2 separate regions of the Triticum aestivum genome follow, and region 1 is linked to region 2. The links are chromatin contacts, called in public Hi-C maps. All regions are on one chromosome and are shown on one strand. Each heading gives the region's core, a stretch centred on a gene start, on an enhancer-like site or on the middle of the called end of the contact. The rest is flanking DNA. Distances are from core to core; before and after follow the strand shown. Region 1 holds the start of LOC123111736 (transcription factor WRKY19). Region 2 has its middle 100 kb from the start of LOC123111736.

The links. Hi-C and Micro-C count contacts between places; a contact is called where the count stands out from the background.
Region 1: a contact with region 2 is called in a Hi-C map of leaf, with 4 times the contacts expected there. The contact joins the promoter of LOC123111736 here to the enhancer-like site in region 2. A contact is called at or near these places in 2 of 5 Hi-C or Micro-C datasets (both in leaf) and 1 of 1 datasets of contacts at active chromatin or transcription factors (leaf).

What each region holds. Positions count from the first base shown.
Region 1 is chr5B:337,682,234-337,688,539 of IWGSC CS RefSeq v2.1, forward strand. It overlaps LOC123111736 (transcription factor WRKY19), which reads left to right and starts at 2,072. Exons shown (of 3, transcript XM_044532587.1): 1 at 2,072-2,513; 2 at 2,630-2,761; 3 at 3,060-4,048. The coding sequence starts at 2,221. The coding sequence ends at 3,654.
Region 2 is chr5B:337,581,259-337,587,792 of IWGSC CS RefSeq v2.1, forward strand. No RefSeq gene overlaps it. Among protein-coding and RNA genes, the nearest start is that of LOC123111736, 100 kb to the right of the region's middle. Within about 2 kb of position 4,698, at least 7 of the 8 cell types and tissues checked have an H3K27ac peak or open chromatin away from gene starts, as enhancers often do. A contact at or near this core is called in leaf, where this site is marked.

The DNA of each region.
Region 1 (6,306 bases), core at 822-3,321, 98 kb after region 2:
TTGCCCTCTATGTACACAACTTTCTATTTTTTATCAACTTACAACACAAATGAAGTTGATTACAATTACTTTTTGATTGTTACACGCTAACATTTCTATAGATGCAAAATTTGACATGCATTGTGTTTATATATGCAACTGCAAAAAACATCTCATGGTCCATGGCAACGCACAGGCATTCTACTAGTTAAACAAAATTGACGACACAAGGTCACCTTGCCTTAATCCCTTCTAGGTTAGAAACTAATGACCGGTGTCATCTGACCTTAACCCCAACACTCCCGTCCTGAACGAAACGTAACAAGCTGCATGTTGCCTTCGTTCAACCACAAAACCTTTCATTTGAAGAGCTTGTTGAAGGGAAAAACACTTTAGTTTGTCATAGGCCGTATCAAAGTCCGCCTTAAAGATAACTCCGTCAAGTTTCTTAGTGTGGAGCTCAGGGAACATCTCATGAAGGACAACCACTCCCCCAGTCACATTGTGACTATACATAATGGCAGTTCGCATTGGGCGCACAACTATATGAACAACATTACACAACCTATTAGTGCCCACCTATATGAAGACTTTGGGATGTAGCAGCGATGTTAGTTGAAACAACTAGAGTATTTACTGAAATGGAGGCAAAATATTTGTCTCAAATATTAATTAAGAGGAGGAATGAGTTTGTTACAAGTCCCAAAACACAAAATGAATTAGACTACTGGTACAATTGTTCTTAGTTTTTGTTCGCGTCGGCGGTTATCCATAGTTGGACCTCGTCCTTAATGTTTTTTAGAAGGACCATTAGTTGCATGCTCTTGTGGCGAAAGATCCGGGCATTCCTTTCATTCCAGTACCAAATAGTCAAACCAATGAGCATTGTAAGAGATGCCACGACCTTCCTATTGGCCGGGGGGGTGCTTCGGCCGGATGCTTGATCCACCACTCGTTGATGGATCTTTTGAAATGCCAAGTGGTAGTGTCAAAGCCATCGAGATGGAGCCTATCATTTATCAAGTTCCAAAGACGGATTGTGTAGCGACACTTAAAGAAGGGGTGCACACCTTATTCTTGCACTTGCTTACATAAGGGGCAAGGACCGTAACTTGGCCATCCGCGTTTGGCTAAATTATCAGCGGTTCAAATCCTATCTTGAGTGGCCAACCATGCAAAGACATGACCTCGGGAGGGGCCCAAGTGTGCTCTATAGGGGAGTAGAATGTTCCTATAAATTCCATCGTGTAGACGGTAGCCACGGAGTAAGCACCACTAGAAGTGTGCTTCCAAACAATATCATCTTAAGCATGGGCGTCAAAAGTGGAAGTCGCAAAGGATGGTCCAAAGAGCCACAAACTGGCGGGTGTGCTCTAAGGAGGAGTTAACGGTAATCTTTATTTTTGGAACCCAAGCGTCCTCATTGAGAGCCTCATTCACCTTCCAATTTTTTTTATTTTTTTTCTCGTGGATGCGTAGAAGATGAGAGGTGCGATCTCCTTTGGTTTCGGTTATTGATCCAAGGTGCCTACTAGAATGGAGTTTTAGCTTCACCTTCAATGGTGATGTTGGTGCTGGCATAGAAAAGGTCAAAGTCATGTTCATCACATGGGTTGTCCATGCAAACCCAAAATTTTGATGTTTCTTTCCATTCAAACTATGGTCATCAAAGTCTCAAAGAATGCACAAACTTTGCAGTGTTGAGCACCTGGATCCTCATGTTCATAAGGCCGACACACCATATCTAAATTTACATTGCATTTCATCCCGATAGTCTTGTCCGATTCAGACAAAAAAAAGCTTGCTCAAGCTTGTTGGTGTTGCTAACCTTTTCATACTCCAGTTGTTTATATCACTTATGACTCGTAAGTGATATAAACAACTGGATTATAAAAAGTGTCATAAGCTGAAGGTTCCTGCATGTAAGATTGTATGCTAACGGTAGAGATCCGTTAGCTTCAAGTTTGCAACCCGACCCGGCAAGGGATTGGCCAATCAAATCACAGTCTCTACTAAGCCCGCCGGTCAAAAATACTGTTCAGTTTGTTCACTTTAACCCATCGCGGTTTGCTGGCCATTATATAAGACCGCCTCCTTTCGCTTCACTCACCATCTCATCTCAACTCTCCGATCACATCTCGATTTTTCCTCTTCTACACAGACACACACACACACTCGCTGCGCAATTCGTTTCTGGGACAGAGACTTCCGCAGCGGCAAGAAAATTAGCAGCGCAGAGCGATGGAGAGCGTGGATGAAAATGGAGGAAGCCGCCTTGTGGTGACCGAGCTGGGCTACATCAAGGAGCTGGTGAGGCAGCTGGACGTGAACCTGGGAGGCTGCCCCGACCACTGCAAGCGCCTGGCCGCCCAGATCTTCGCTGTGACCGAGAGGTCCATCGGCATGATCAGGTCCGGGCACTTCGACAGCCGGAAGCGCTCCGCCGCCGGCCTCGACTCGCCGCCGTTCTCCGCGACGCCCAGCCCCCTGAGCGACGTTTCGGGCATGCCTTTCCATACCAACAACAAGAAGAGGTGCATACTTTATGAAACTATTCGATCTTGTCACGATTAATTGATGAATAGTCAGTCGTATTTTGGATCTTTTTAGTGTAGATTTTTAAGTGCCTTCTTTCTTCTTGGATTTGCAGGAAAACAATGGAGAAACGGAAGCATCAGGTCAGGGTGAGCTCGGAGGGAGGAGGAGCAGAGACCCCAGTCGACGACGGCCACAGCTGGAGGAAGTACGGCCAGAAGGACATTCTTGGAGCCAAGCACCCAAGGTTGGTAGTAGTAATTTTCTTTTGGTACATCCGCACATGTTTAAATTACACGAGTGGCAAGTGGCTCCACAATCATCCGCTTTCGCTTTCTGTGAGGTCACGGGGATTTTTACTTTTGGATTTGGGCACTGGTTCTTCTTCGAGGTGTTCTTTTCAGGTGGTGAATCTTGCAGCCTTTCCACTGTTGCCAATTATTCGGCATCCACTAGTCAGATAGTAGTACACCTGTTGCATCCGATTGAACCGCTCCAGAGGAATTGTGTTCGCCGTCCCTGACCTGAACTGTGCAACACTGCAGGGGGTACTACCGCTGCACGCACCGCAAGTCCCAGGGATGCGCGGCGACCAAGCAGGTGCAGCGCGCCGACGAGGACCCGGCGCTCTTCGACGTGATCTACCACGGCGAGCACACCTGCGTTCATAAGACGGTGGCGGCCGCGGCGGCCATGGTGCAGCCGGCGGAGGAGAACCCGGACGCGCGTAGGCATCTGCAGAACCTGAGCACGAGCCTGACGGTGAACACCGAGGGGCTCACGGCGGGTCATCAGGGCTGCAGCACCACCACGTCCTTCTGCTTCTCCTCGCAGGCGGCGGGCGTGCTGACGATGCCGCAAGAGCACTACCCGTTCTCCATGCCGTCGACGCCGGAGAACTGCTTTGGGCAAGGCGCGTCGCTGTCGACGTCCCTTGAGCCCTCGCCGGTGACCTCGGACTCGAACCGCTTCTCCATGAGCCCGTTCCAGGCGGAGTGGAGGGCGCGGTCTGAGTACGACGAGGTGGTGTCCGCGCTCGTAGCAGCGGGGACGATGCCGGCGCTCACCATGGAGATGGAGGAGGAGACCGCCTTCTCGCTGGACGAGTTTGAGTTTGACGTTTCTTGCTTCCTTGCATGAGATGATGGTAAAAAAAAACAGGAAAAGAAACGGGACTGTAGGTATTAGAGGTATCACCCGCTCAGCTCTGATTTTGGTTAGCGACAGAGGAAGAATAACAACAAATAAGTTCTTCATGGGTCAGTGTGGGTGTTTGTGTAAGCTTTAGGAGATGAGATTAGCTCCTTTTTTTTCGCAAAAAAAAAAGAGATTAGCTCCTTTTCTTCATATTCTTTTAATTTATTTTTATTCCAGAGATTTTTCTTCTAAATTCAGCTACTAGTAGTTCCCAAGAAGGGTGGCAAAAACAAATTGTAAGCAATGCGTATTCCTCCACCTGATTTTTTTTTGCCACCCAATCCTAATGTGCGTGTTTTGCTCCGCCACAAAAAGTTGCTTAAACTTTGGACGAAAATCGTAAATGAACACCATGCTTAAAAAAAGCCTTCCAAAAATTGGTGAGAGTGCACGTTTTTTTTGTTGAACCATGCAGGAGAATTGCATATATTTTGATAAGAGAAAAGAGATTACACACCGAAGATGACACAACCTATACATCATCAAAAATGGTACGACGAAAACAACCCGACGATCCTTACATCGCCGAATATGGCACGACCCCAAGTCCCCAAGTACACCATGACCCAAGCAACAATTTGCAACATGAGGACAGAACCAACTCCAAACCAAACTACAATGAGAGCACTCAAGCGACCTAGGCAGAGAGCAAATCGTTGAACTACGTCCAAGTGAAGGGCCTCGTCGACATCAGGAGCTTGCAACTAAAACCACAAACAACCGACCACAACCACAACAAAGGGACACAAATATCACAGGGGCACCACCCAAGGACCAAGAGCACGACAAGCCCGGCGAAGCCACCACTGCACGAGTAGGGGCAACAATAGGATCCATAGCATAAAGAGCTTCGAGAAGGAGGACCACTGACGTACGAGGGTAGGATGGCACTCCAACTGGCAACACCAAAGCCAACCAAAGAAGGAAACAACGATATAGGGGAAGGGGATTTACCCCAGGAGATGGATGTGACAAGCAGGGAATGACGAGGATCAGCCACCCAAACAAATGAGGACCGACGAGGAGATGCACAAGCTTTAGTGGCACAACCCGTTGATCTATCGGAGTGGACCACAAATCTGATGGGGCGGCACCCAGATCTGGCCAAAGGAGCATGGGAATCCCAAGGGAAGGGGGGCAAGAGATTTCGGATGGCCGCAACCTCGGCTCGCAGAAGGAGCCACCATCACACGAGGATCCACCAAGCACACCTCCAAATGACAGCTGATAAAGGCAGCATACCACATCCAAAGAGCGACCAAGAAATATTTGTCTCTTAAGATTCTTTACCACAGAAACATGATTCTAAAGAAGTAATTTACACACATCGGCCAACACTCTTGCTCAATAGAATTTGCCAGGAAACTCATTTTATTCCACATAAGCTGATTCTAGTTTGCCTACTTTTCCCGCAAGGGACTTGACTGTTGGGGAACATTGCATGAAAAAATATTATGCACACGCAAGATCTATCCATGGAGATGCATAGCTACAAGAGGGGGCGAGCATCTACATACCCTTGTAGATCGCTAAGCGGAAGCGTTTATCAACGCGGTTGATGTAGTCGTACACCTTCACGATCCGTTCTGATCAAGCACCGAACGCATGGCACATGCGTTCAGTACACGTTCAGCTCGATGATGTCCTCGCCTTCTTGATCTAGCAAAAGTGGCGCGAGGTAGTAGATGAGTTCCGGTAGCACGACGACGTGATGGAGATGGTGGTGAAGTTATTTCCATAGGGCTTTGCCAAGCACAACGGTTTTGGACGGAGGATGAACTAAAGGGGGAGGGGGCGCCGACACACGGCTTCGGATTTGTGGTCAGTCGCGCCCCCTCTCCTCCTCACACATACTCCCTTCGTCCGAAAAAACTTGTCATCAAAATGGATAAAAAGGGATGTATCTAGGACTAATATATATCTAGATACATCCTCTTTTATTCGTTTCAATGACAAGTATTTCCGTACGGAGGTAGTATATAGGTGGAGGGGGAAAGGGAGGTGATACGTCCCCAACGTATCTATAATTTTTTATTGTTCCATGCTATTATATTGTCTGTTTTGGATGTTTTATATCCATTTATATGCTATTTTATATTATATTTGGGACTAACCAATTAACCTAGAGCCTAGTACCAGTTTCTGTTTTTCCTTATTTTTGAGTTTTACAGAAAAGGAATACCAAACGGAGTCCAAATGAAATAAAACTTTCGCCATGATTTTTCTTGGACTAGAAGACATCCATGGAGCTTGGAGAAGGGGCCAGAAGATTCCCGAGGAGGCCACAAGCCTCCCCCTCGGGAGTCCTCCAACCCTAATCTTTGCACTATAAATTTCCAAATATTCCCAAACCATTAGAGGCATCCACCAAAATACTTTTGTGCCTCCGCAAGCCTCTGTTCCCATGAGATCCCATCTTGGGGCCTTTTCCGATGATCTGCCGGAGAGGGATCCGATCACGGAGGGCCTCTACACCAACATTGTTGCCTTACTGATGATGTGTGAGTAGTTTACCACAGACCTACGAGCCCATAGCTAGTATCTAGATGGTTTCTTCTCTCTCTTTGATCTTCAATACAATGTTGTCCTCGATGT
Region 2 (6,534 bases), core at 3,448-5,947:
AAGCACACGAGTAAGTGACAAACTACTCCAAAAAGAAACAAGTGAAGATCAATGAGTAGCTAAATAATTATGTAACTATGTGAAGACTCTCTCTCATTTAAGAATTTCAGATCTTGGTATTTTATTCAAACAACAAGTAAAACAAAATAAAATTACATTGCAAGGATATCACAACTCATGTGAAGAAGCAAAAACTTAGGCTCAACCGATACTAACGGGGCATCCCCAAGCTTAGATGCTTGAGACTTCTTGAAATATTATCTTGGGGTGCCTTGGGCATCCCCAAGCTTGAACTTTTGTGTCTCCTTGATAACTCTCATATCATGGTTTCTCTTTTTATCAAAAGTTTCATCCACACCAAACTCAACAAGAACTCATGAGATAGGTTAGTATAAACCAATGCAAAAATTTATCATTTTCTACTGTAACAAATCACTAAAATTATTATTCAACATTATACTAAATGTCTCTGCATATTTAATACTCCTATCCTCAAAGAGAATCATTAAACAAGCAAACATATGCAAACAATGCAAACATAACAGCAATCTGCCAAAACAGTACAGTCTGTAAAGAATGTAAGATTCATCATACTTTCTTAACTCCAAAAATTATGAGAAAAATACTGCGTTGTAGAAGATTTATCAGAGCTCATTATGCAAAAAGTTTCAATATTATATCATTCTCTGACTTTTCTAGGGAATGTTTGCAACAACGGTAAACTTTCTGTTTTCAAACAGCAACATGTATATTGGCAAAATAAGCATGGTAAAGGCTATCCTTGACATTTTTATTGAAACTAAAGATGCAAAACATTATTCTAAATAACAACAAGAAAATACTAACAATAGGAAGATGCTCCAAGAAAAACACATATCATGTGGTGAATAAAAATATAGCTCCAAGTAAAGTTACCGATGAATAAAGACGAAAGAGGGGATGTCATCCGGCGCATCCCCAAGCTTAGGCTCTTGGTTGTCCTTGAATATTACCTTGGGGTGACTTGGGCATCCCCAAGCTTAGGTTCTTGCCACTCCTTATTCCATAGTCCATCGAATCTTTACCCAAAACTTGAAAACTTCACAACACAAAACTCAACAGAAAACTCGTAAGCTCTGTTAATATAAGAAAATAAAACCACCACTTAGGTATTGTAATTAACTCATTCTAAATTCATATTGATGTAATATATACTGTATTCCAACTTCTCTATGGTTCATACCCTCCGATACTACTCATGGATTCATCAAAATAAGCAAACAACACATAGAAAACAGATTCTGTCAAAAACAGAACATTCTGTAGTAATCTGTATCAAACGTATACTTGTGGAACTCCAAAAATCCTACCAAATTAGGACGTCCTAATAAATTTGTGTACCAATACAGAGCAGAAATAATCAGATCAAAAGCACGTTTCTGTAAATTATCAAAACTAATTTACTGAGTGCAAAAGTTTCTGATTTTCAACAGGATCAACACAACTATCACCATAAGCTATCCTAAAGGTCTTACTTGACACTTTATTGAAACAAAAGATATAAAACATGATTACTACAGTAGCATAATCATGTGATCACACAAAAACAGTAAGGGTAAATATTGGGTTGTCTCCCAACAAGCGCTTTTCTTTAATGCCTTTCTAGCTAGGCATGATGATGACAATGATGCTCACATAAAATATAAGAATTGAAACATAACGGGAGCATCATGAAGCATATGACTAGCACATTTAAGTCTAACCCACTTTCTATGCATAGGGATTTTGTGAGCAAACAACTTATGGGAACAATAATCAACTAGCACAGGAAGGCAAAACAAGCATAGCTTCAAAATTTTCAACACGTAGAGAGGAAACTTGATATTATTGCAATTCCTACGAGCATATGTTCCTCCCTCATAATAATTTTCAGTAGCATCATGAATGAATTCAACAATATAACCAGCACCTAAATCATTCTTTTCATGATCTACAAGCATAGAAATTTTACTATTCTCCACATAAGCAAAATTCTTCTCATGAATAGTAGTGGGAGCAAACTCAACAAAATAATTATCATGTGAGGCATAATCCAATTAAAAACTAAAATCATGACGACAAGTTTCATGGTTATCATTATTCCTAATAACATACAAGTCATCACAATAGTCATCATAGATAGCAACTTTATTCTCATAATCAATTGGAACCTCTTCCGAAATAGTGGAATCATCACCAAATAAAGTTGGCACTCTTCCAAATCCACTTTCATATTCATCACAATAAGATTCAACATCCTCCAAAATAGTGGGATCAATACTACCTAAAGTTGACACTCTTCCAAACCCACTTTCATCAATATAATCATCATAAATAGGAGGCATTCTTTCATCATAATAAATTTGCTCATCAAAACTTGGTGGACTAAAAATATCATATTCATCAAACATAGCTTCCCCGAGCTTGTGGCTTTGCCTATCATTAGCATCATGGATATTCAAGGAATTCATACTAACAACATTGCAATCATGCTCATCATTCAAAGTTCTAGTACCAAACATTTTAATGCATTCTTCTTCTAGCACTTGAGCACAATTTTCCTTTTCATCATTCTCACGAAAGATATTAAAAAGATGAAGCGTATAAGACAAACTTAAATCCATTTTTTGTCTTTTTTTATAAACTAAACTAGTGATAAAACAAGAAACAAAAAGATTCGATTGCAAGATTTAAAGATATACCTTCAAGCACTCACTTCCCCGGCAACGGCGTCAGAAAAGAGCTTGATGTCTACTTAAATAACTCGTTGCAAGTTGCAAGAGCATGAAGCCAGTTAACTTACTGAGTTTGCCTCCCATATTTCTCATACGGCAGAACCTTCAGCATATATACGTGTGTGTGTGTGTGGCCAAAAAAGCATATATACATATGCGGATGAAGAAGCATGGCCTTCAATATGTACAAGAAAAATGGAAGTCTGTTCTGTCATGTTAGGATATATATCTCCTCAACATATGTAGATTACGTTTATGCTGTTACTTGTGCGCTAGTAGGCAGGATCATTGCGATCATTGGATGATTTCCCTTCCTCTGTGTGGGGCAAGGAAGTTTGCTGTCTTCCCGATCTATCTGAATTTCAGGGAGGAGACACGCAGGTCGCTGTCATCCCAATCTATCTGAATTTCAGTGAGAAGACACGCATCTGGCTGTCTTCCCAGTCCATTTGAATTTCAGAGAAAAGACAGGCAGCTAGCTAGGCTCAGCAGTCAGCACTACTCTTCCACCTTTTGACCTGCTCAAACATTCAGTACTAGACACGCACCGCCTCAGTTGCTACTCCACCACTCGTATATTTACCTGATCAAATGCTGAAAGACAACCAATTCGTAAATTTAGAAAAATGGAACTCTGTTCTGTCCGTTAGGATACAAATCTCCTCAACATATATGTAGATTACGTTTATGGTGTTTACTTGTACGCTAGTAGGATCGTTGCGATAATCGGATGAGTTTCCTTCCCTTCATCTGCCTGGCGCAAGGCAGCTTGCTCTCTTCCCAATGTATCTGAATTTCAGAGAGGAGACACGCAGGTCGCTGTCCTGCCAATCCATCTGAATTTCAGTGAGAAGACACGCAGCTGGCTGTCCTCACAGTCTATCTGAACTTCAGAGAGAAGACATGCAGCTCGCTGTCTTCCGAATCTATCTGAATTTCAGAGAAAAGACAGGCAGCTAGCTAGCAAGGTTCAGCACTACTCTTCCACCTTTTTGACCTGCTCAAACATTCAATACCACTAGTACATACGATACGTGCCGCTTCAGCTGCTACTCCACCACTCATACTAATGTTTACCTGATCAAATGCTGAAAAACAACCAATTCGTAAAGTTTAGTAGATGAAAGTTGAGCAAGAACGTAGGCAGTACACCGTGCGTGGAATGCTGTGGCCGTAACTGGCAGGGCCGTCTAGGTCATGACCGAGCCCCGACCCCTCTGGAAGCAGACACCCGCCTCCTGGGAAATTTACCGGTCATTCATACGGCAGAGCATCTTGCGACACCGGACGGAAAACTCCCAAGGAAAAGAGCGAGCAACACACGGCGCGTGTGTGCTATGTCCCCCATGTGCGCGGCAGGCAGAGGCAGCAGGGGCCGGTCAGGAACAAGACCGCGTCGTGCCACACTACTACTGTACATCCATGGATAATTACTCCATCGAGTCGAGTAAAGGCGACGACACCTTTTCTTGTTGCTGGCTGCGCCCGCGCGTACGCGTACTCTACTCACGCAGGCACAGATGCTGCGTCCATTGGCACGGCCCCACGCGGTGCCCGCCGCGTACTCGCGTCCCAGTCCCGCCGGGGGAGATCGCACGCGGCCAGCCACGCGGGGGTACCCCTCTTTCCTTGTCGCCTTGTCACTTGATTAATCGATGCGTAGTTAGTAGGAAACCTGGGGCGGGGCCAGTTTTCCCTGGGAGGGAGGTGATCGATCGGAAGAAGAAAAGAAAAAAAAGGCTTGTTTGTTCCATTCCATGGTTGCAGTTGACAAGGGAAGGGACCAGTTCGTTTATGATAAGCAAGTTGCTGCTGCCTGCGCGCCCATCGCCACCACCACTTGGCACTCCCCTCCCAATTTGCAGGTAGATAGACAGTGGAGCCAACGGAGGGCGGGGACACCCTACAGGTGTTTAGTGCCATGAGGGAAATAAGCTCGGGAGCTGCGAGTGAGCATCTATGACGCTCGCTCATCACTCTCTGCGGCCGCGTGGGTACATGCATGTATGTGGGGTGGGGTGGGGCCACCCGCAAGTGGACGGGGAATCCCGCGGGAACTGATGTTGTGTCACGCTCACATGGCCTCTCCAGGGTAAACCAATTAGTAATGGGTGTACTACTCCTAAATTAAATATATAGTCCTGGTCACGTTTAGCATAGACAGGGTTGATGATTATGCCATTGTTTCTGAGTTTGTATGATCGTTGATGATCATATCGTGCTCTAGGCTCACGGCCGTTCCACCCCATTCGAATTCCAAAATGTTAGGGGGTGAAAAAAGAATCCTAGAAAACGAGCAAACAGTTTGCGAAAGCCAGTGCACCTTCCAGAGATATAGTATGAGCCACTTATTTAATCTATCTTTTGATCTGAGAAATGCCCCTGTCTTCGGTACTGTACTCCACATGTACCGTATTCTTTTGGCAGTGGCTCCCACCCACTCATATGCTAGTAGTAGTACTAAAGGCTCTCCGTGTCACCTCCGTAGAGTAGAAAACGTGCATGCATGCATTCACACATAATAACTGTTGCCTCTGCTTATCTTTTCTTTGCGTGCAGTCTGTGGTGGGCCTATTTCTCCATGGGTGCTTCCCCTGACCCCTGCCATGTCTGTTGCACACTGCCAGTGGCTCTATTTGTTGCTACAAATTTAGTACACAGCGGAGGGTGGACATTCAAAGACAGTATAGGAACTACCAGGAAGTTTTCAACCGTCAGATGTTTTCACACTATCACCGTGCGCCGTTAAATCCAACACCATTTCAGTTTAATTAATTAGCTTTTTCTTTTTGCGGGGGTTTAATTAATTAGCTTAGCTGCTCTGCTGCTGGACTTAGAGAATAGCTTCAGGAAACAAATATAGCGGCAGGCTCATCAAAACCGCGCATCAGAAATGTTAAACTTGCCAGTAAGGTACGGCAGTGCGTGCGTTGGTACAGTACTGCACATCGTTTAGGTACGGAGGAGATAGAGTATGCCCACCATCATCCATCCATGGATCACCACTTGCTTTCTCTCTCCGACGTCAGTGCTTCTCCCGGCGCTGACGTAAACGCGCAAGGATGCATGAACCTGGTCAGCTTCCACGTTGCTTCGCTTCGCCAATAGCCAATGGCGTGCATGCTAGCTCTGACTTCACCACACATCAGACCCCACTAGTAATTTTAATCCCTCTAGAAACCGGGGGCTTTTAGCACCACGCAAGGGGACGAGACTTGCTTGCTCCCCCGGCGTGTGCTCATCGGTGCTCCCGCATACATGGCTTGTTTTGATTGAAACAAAATAAGATCCGGCCCCACCCCTTTAAAATCAGGGGGGAGATGATTAGATTAGAAAAAAAGAAGAAAAAAAGACAACCGTAAGATGAAGTGGGAGCACGGATGGGAGCATGGGAAGGGAGCAGGCAAGCCGAATCCCACGCAAGGCGCTCCCTTTTCCAATTTCCACGCCCACAAAGCGGCAAAGCGCGCACGAGTGGCTAAATATCAAAATAAAAATGTTTCAACCTACACAGCAGAACAGGACTTTCACTGGGTTCTACTATAGTGACAATAATTCTCAAGTTTATTTTACTGAAGTAACAATGGTACTGAAGACGGAAAATGTACCATGTACCAAGGTAGGAGTATTCTTCTTGCTCAAGACGGAAATTTAGTGCGACAATACCACTTGAAAAGTCCACTGATCCATCGGACCTGAATAACGGCGGGAGAAATGCTTGAGCGCACATGCGCCAACTTTGGGATACAATATTTGTTCTCTCAGGAACCCTTCGTAGTTT